Linked DNA regions of Sus scrofa: region 2 is linked to region 1. Evidence: chromatin contacts called from public HiChIP or PLAC-seq data. All regions are on one chromosome and are shown on one strand. Each heading gives the region's core, a stretch centred on a gene start, on an enhancer-like site or on the middle of the called end of the contact. The rest is flanking DNA. Distances are from core to core; before and after follow the strand shown. Region 1 holds the start of PHLPP2 (PH domain leucine-rich repeat-containing protein phosphatase 2). Region 2 holds the start of ATXN1L (ataxin-1-like).

What was found. HiChIP or PLAC-seq counts read pairs in DNA pulled down with a chosen protein or histone mark.
Region 2: a contact with region 1 is called in an H3K27ac HiChIP or PLAC-seq map of alveolar macrophages. The contact joins the promoter of ATXN1L here to the promoter of PHLPP2 in region 1. A contact is called at or near these places in 2 of 47 Hi-C or Micro-C datasets (epiblast stem cells and skeletal muscle) and 1 of 2 datasets of contacts at active chromatin or transcription factors (alveolar macrophages).

Annotation. Positions count from the first base shown.
Region 1 is chr6:14,714,192-14,717,456 of Sscrofa11.1, reverse strand. PHLPP2 (PH domain leucine-rich repeat-containing protein phosphatase 2) reads left to right here and starts at 1,536. Exons shown (of 19, transcript XM_021093823.1): 1 at 1,536-1,685. The coding sequence starts at 1,587.
Region 2 is chr6:14,834,938-14,838,143 of Sscrofa11.1, reverse strand. ATXN1L (ataxin-1-like) reads right to left here and starts at 1,412. Exons shown (of 3, transcript XM_005664370.3): 1 at 1,286-1,412.

The DNA.
Region 1 (3,265 bases), core at 287-2,786:
TTTCACAGAAGAAATAATTTGTACAGAGTCGGAGTCTTTGTCTTATTCAAATTTTGCCTTAGAGTTTAAAATATTCACACGGAGTTCCTGTCGTGGCTCAGCGGAAATTAATCTGACTAGCATCCATGAGGATGCAGGTTCAATCCCTGACCTTGCTCAGTGGGTTAAGGATCTGGTGTTGCCATGAGCTGTGATGTAGGTCCCAGGTGCGGCTCAGATCTGACATGGCTGTGGCTGTGGCGTAGACCAGTGGCTACAGCTTGGATTGGACCCCTAGCCTGAGAACTTCCATATGCCATGGGTGTGTCCCTAAAAATGCAAAAAAAAAAAAAAAAAAAAAAGAAAAAAAATTTACAAATAGATATCTCATATATGTAGACAGAGGGGCACAGACTGCACTGTTAGGTCTCAAACTCTCTTGTACTAAACATACATTTGGGTTAGACTAGGCAAGCTGAAGCAATGGATAATAGGCGATACCGTTTATACCAGTTATCCAAAGCGTAAGAAAATTTTTTTCTGCTGAATTCCTTACAAGTTGCTTGAAGATTCAACACGTCTGTAAGAGGGGAAGACCTAAAAATCCAGAGGTCTAGAAGATTTCCTAGGAAAATTTAGAGTTGGATTAACAAGGAGAGGACTCTGAGGAACTGAGTATATCTTAAATTTGGAAATTCATAATTGTAATGGTTACTACGAATCACTACTATGTGTTAAGTAAGCACATTGATGCATTTGCAAAGTCTGCAGAATAACTACTAGACAGATACCAATTTCTATTTCACAGCTAAGAACCAAAGGCTTAGATCAAATAAGAGGTAGCACTGATATTTGGAATGAGGCTGGCTGACTCCAAATTTGGCCCATTGGCCTGGTCACAAAACTATCACGGAAGGAACTGAAAGAAAAAATAAATTAAAAATTTCTAAATTAGCCTTGCAAATAATAAAATGGCTCATAGACCACATCGCTCCTTCAAACAGAGAACAGAATTCTAATAATTTTACTACGTGAGGAGAAAGGGAGGTGAGTTGACATTTTGTACACTGAGAATGTCATGAGCATCTCTGATAAGAGAAAGCACCTTGCTCAGGTGAGTGTTCTCAACAATCCGTTCAATGGCTTTGCAAGTGAGGGCGACAGGCCAGTTTTGGAGCACAGAGGAAACGTCTGGAAGAGCTAAGTTACAAGAACCACCCTCTGCGGAGAGCAGCGTCCTCCAGTCACTATTGACAGGTGCAGAGCTTCCCCTGCCCCTAGCCCTGCGGGTGCTTCGGAGGCGGGGACAGCAAGAAATAACACGCCTGTGCCTCAGGCCGCCAAACCTAGGGCGGCAGACGGCAGAAGCCCAGCCCTGCGGTGTTGCCTGGCTTCGCCGGCGGGGTCCGCGGGCAGGCGGCCCGCAGCGTCCGGGGGACGCACCGCGCCCGCAGCTACGCAGGGCCGGCCGGGCTGCGGGAGGGCGGGGCCCGGGGCGGGGCTGGCGGGCCGCGGGGGTGGGGCCGCTGGCTGCTCGCGCGCGCCGCCGAGGCTCCGCGCGGCGTCGCGCCGGCCGGGCGTCCCTGTGCAGCCTCAGCCAGCCGCCGATGGGGGAGGTGGAGCCGGGGCCCGCGGGCCCGCTCGAGCCCCCGGAGCCGCCCGAAGCGCCCGCGAGCCGCCGGCTGGGCGGGATCCGGGTCCTGAAGGTGAGACAGGCGGGCAGACGGGCTGGGGAGGGAGCAAGAACAGGGAGAGGCCGCCCCTGCCCCGCGCAGTGGCCGAAGCTGCCGGCGACCCCCGCCTCGCGTTGGTCCGTCCGCTTTGCTCTTTGGTTGCCCCGAGACCCAGCTGGAGGGGCCGCGGCACCGGCGGAGGCCTCTGCGCCTGGTCCCCGCCGAGGCCGCGGCCGCCTCCGTCCCCGCCGCTGCCCATCCCTGGCCGCGCGCCACCCGCCTCGCAGGCCCATGCCTTGGGGCCGGCGTCCACCCGGTCGCCGCCGCCCACCCGGCTCCTTCGAGACCCGGGGGCCCGCTTCTGCCTCTCTCGGCCGCGCCGGCAGCCCCGGGGCCGGCGGCTCCTGGCCGGAGAGCGGAGCTGGAAGTACGCAGGGCTTTCTCCCCGGACACCTGAAGACATCACCCCAGCGGGAGGATGGCGGCGGTGATTGGCCGGGCGCTGCGGTGTGCTCGGAGCTGCGCCTGCTGGAGCGGGCCGACTCTGCCCTCGGAGCTTCACCACCAAAGTTAAGACCCGCTCCCCGCTCCGAAGCGCCGGCCTGGAAGCACGACCTGCCCGGCCTGGAGAGAGAATCCCCGGAGGAGCTTCATCTCGGGGAATCGCTGGGCGTGTTGCAGAGGGAGGAGGGGTTGGACAAAAAGGGGCATTCCTGCTGGCGGGAGCGGGGCTGACAAGCCAGGGAGACGGTAATGGGGAGCAGTTATGCAACAGGCAACTAACGGGGCTTTTTGGCAGGAATTGGGGGGAGTAGGAGGAATTGAAGGCAGATGCGGGAGGTGGGGAGTGGAGTCTCGAAGATGATGACAAGAAGTTAAAATGCACACGGAATGTAGGGCGGGGACGGTACCGTGAAGGTGGTTAAAAGCAGGGGTTGTGGGACACTCCCTGGATAGAGTTCTACTAGCCTTTGAAAGAGTTGGAGAGGAATTTTTCTGTAGGTCAAATATGTAAACTAGGTGTCCTTCTGGAGATGGAATGGAATTCCTTCTCGAGTTCTAGAAAAGGAATCAGAGGATTTAAAAGTTGCCAGAGAAAAAGGAAGAGAGCAAATAAAATTTAGATTGGACGTGTTTCAGAAATACTTTGCGGAACAACGAAAATACTTAGTTACAGTAGTTGCTCTTCAGTCTTGAGGGTGAGTGCTGTATACTTGTTATTAGATTATTCCTAGGACATCACAAAGATGGCAACACTGGGGAAAAAAAAGATTTGGAGCATCTGATAAAAACATGAAACTACATGAAATAGAACTCTGTAAAATGTAAAACATTTTTTTTTTTTTTTTTTTGCTGCTACTACCTCCCACTCTTAATGCAGTGACTTAGAGAAATAACTTCATAGTTTATCTTCACTTCTGCATAGGCCTTGTATATACTTATTATAAAATACTTAATCATGTTTTAAATGTAATTACTCAAAGACTTGGATATTTACTTAAAACTATAAAGTCACAAAAATGTATATTGTGAATGAACTTCAAAAAATGATCTTCTGGCCTGCTTATCAGGAAAGGGCAGGTCTGAGAGATAGGTAATGCCCTCTGGCCTAG
Region 2 (3,206 bases), core at 163-2,662, 120 kb before region 1:
AGGTTCCTGTGTGTGTGTGCATGTGTAAAATTTTCTAAGTGACAACTTTGTACTAAGTGCTGAATCAAGTGTGACACAAACTGAAAGCATTGCCTTCATCCTCACCTAGCTAACAATGGGGAAACAAAATTCATGTTAAGCTGTCAATATCTGAATCTTCACACACCAGAAACAATAAGCACTGAAGAAGAGAGTCTTAACCTCTGAAAACAGAGAAAGCAGCACTGACCAGTACTTGGAGAAACTACCCACTGTGCTGTCCAAGTCCTACAGAACCCTGCAAGCCTCAAACCAAACTGAAGACATTTCTCTCAAGATCTACACGGTGCGTGGGTACAATAAATGCGACAAGACAGGAAAACAAGGTAGAAACACAAATCTTTGGTTCCATAAACACAACTTTTCACAGTGGGCACAGTCTGTATACCCTCTTTGCCAGCAGTTCCAGTAAGTGAAAAGCAGTTAGCTTTCTCCCTCATTTCCAAGAGAAACTGGGGTCACACATTCAATCCCAGAATGATCCTTGCTCCATACAATTAAAATATTAAAGAAAACCTGCCTCTAGGTCACTGAGGGGTTAGCCAATCACAAGCTAATAAAAGGACTGAAAGAGGCAAAAGGTCTGCGGGAATGACAACAAAGAGCCAAGCCTGAGCACCAGGTTCCCACGACGGCAAAACACATTTCGGAATCTGAAACCTCGTCACTGTAGGGGCTCAATGAGGATTTCTCCAGGGGAAGACCTAACTTGCGAGCCCAACCGAGCTAACAGGAAAGGGGGACCATTCCGGAGAACTGCCAACACTGCCAGCAGAGCCCGGAATCAAGAGGCTGATCCCAGCCTAAGACTCGAATTCGCTGAGAGAGGTGCGCCCGCCAGAAAGAGAGGAGCTTAGAAGAGACCAGGGGTTATGGCTTCCCGTGAACCCTCAGTCCTCTCAACAACAGAGGAAGGGCCCGAATTTGGGAAATCTGCGGTCAGAAAGTCGGGGTCGACCTTTCAGGCAGAGGGGCAGGGGCGAGGCCCCGCAGGCAATGCTTCCTTGTTTGGGGGCAGCTTCCCGCCCCCAGGACTCGGATACCTCGGCCCACAGGGACACAGCCTGGGGCCGCTCTCTGGGCCGGGCCAGTGAGAAGCGGTCGGGGGTCTAGGCGCGGCCTCTTTCGCTCCCTCGGTCCGCGGGGCAACCGGCTCCGGGGGGCCACTTCCTCCAGAGCTGCGAGCCCAGGCCTCATTGGCCGCAGTAAGGCCGACTCGGTAGCCCCCACTCCCGGCGACACTCACCGGCCCATCTCACGGCGCTCCCCGGGCTCCTCCCTCTTGTCCCGGAGCCGCCGCAACCGCGGCCGCCGCCATCCCCGGCGCCGGAGCCGCCCCACACCCAGCGCCCCCCCAGCCGGGCGCCCGGAGATGGCGTCAAGCGCGTACCGCCCCCGGCGCGGGGAGATTACGTCACGACCCGGACTGGCGAGCAATGCCCGGAGTACCGGGGAAGGGAGGAGGCTGGCTACCCGCCCATTGCCCCCAGCGCCCCCTCTGGTGGGAAAACGAACTCCTCCTCCTGGGTCCGGTCACGTGAATAGGGCCTGGCCAGGCGTCCTCACCCTGACCCTACAATGACCCTGCAGTCTCTACTCAATAAACTTTGGGGGCTACAAAAAGAGCCCTGAGGCGTGGTGGTCAGCGATCCTCATTTCCTGGACAGTCTTGTGAAGCTCTTCTTGGGAACCTCGGGAAACTTTGAGACAAGCCCGGCCCAGGAGAGTAAAGGGATTCCCCTAGAGATTTAGGAGTTAGAAATGGCTCTGAGAGGGATGAGAATGGACAGAACCCAGGATTCAGGGGAAGGTGAAGCTACTGACTAGAATGTCTTGAGGAATGAGAGGAAGGGGGTTAGCTAGTTACGATGGCAAGCAGCCTAATTTAGTGGCAAGAGGGCCTGAGTACTCCATGAGCTATTATTAGGTCACCCTTCCTTGCCAGTTAACTAGTCGACTTTATATAAACATCTGATTAACTTAAGTGGAAAAAAATTAACATCAGTTGAACATGTGCTTTGATTACAACTATGTACGAAAAGTAGTTCTGCGTCCAGACAGAAGCTGGGCTGAGAAAAAAATAACTTTAGCTATTGGAGAGATTGGATTCTGAGTAGATTTTCCCCTTTTCAGTTGCTGCAAATTTTGTGCAGTAAGTAGTAGCTGACTTTTGTTTGATTTTGAAAGTACTATCCAGCCTTACGAAAGTTGCTTTACAGAGTTCCTGTGGTGGTGCAGTGGTTAATGAATCTGACTAGGAACCATGAGGTTGCAGGTTTGATCCCTGGTCTTGCTCAGCAGGTTAAGAATCTGGCATTTCCATGAGGTGTGGTTGTAGGTTGCAAACGTGGTTCAGATGTGGTGTTTCTGTGGCTCTGGTGTAGGTTGGGGTCTACAACTCCAATTGGACCCCTTCATATACAGTGGAGAGCGGCCCTGGGGGGGGGTCATTTTACTATTTGAGACTTGGGTTTTTCCACTTTTTCTTTTTTTCCCCTTTTTTTTTTTGCTTTTTTATGGCCACACCTATGGCATATGGAGGTTCCCAGGCTAGGGATCTACTTGGAGCTACAGCTGCCAGCCAGTGCCACAGCAACACCAGATCCAAGCTGCATCTGTGACCTACACCACAGCTCACGACAATGCCAGATTCCCGACCCACTGAGTGAAGCCAGGGATTGCACCGGAAACCTCATGGTTCTTAGCTGGATTCGTTTCTGCTACACCACGGCGTGAACTCCTCCACTTTTTCTAAATGAGGAGTTTGAACTGGATAGAGGGATTGGAGTAAAATGTAGATAGAAGAGCTTTCAAAACATTTTAAGTGAAAAAATAAGTGTGAGATCTTGTATCTAATGATGTAAGACATATGACATTATAGTTGCATATTTTTATGTATTTCTATGGAAAAGGAGTGAAAGGATATATAACACCTAGTTAATATTGGTTATCTCAGGAGAGGAAGCTGGAATTGGGTGGCGGCCAAAAGAAACAAAAAGGACTTATTGTTTGGATTTTTTATGAGAATGTTACCTTAGAAATATTAAAATGAGTAAGTTAAACTATAAAGTACGTGATTGCTAAGAATTTTTTTTTTTTTTTTTTTTTTTTTAGGACTGTACCTGTGGCATATGGTAGTTCCCAGGCCAGGGGTTGAATCAGAGCTA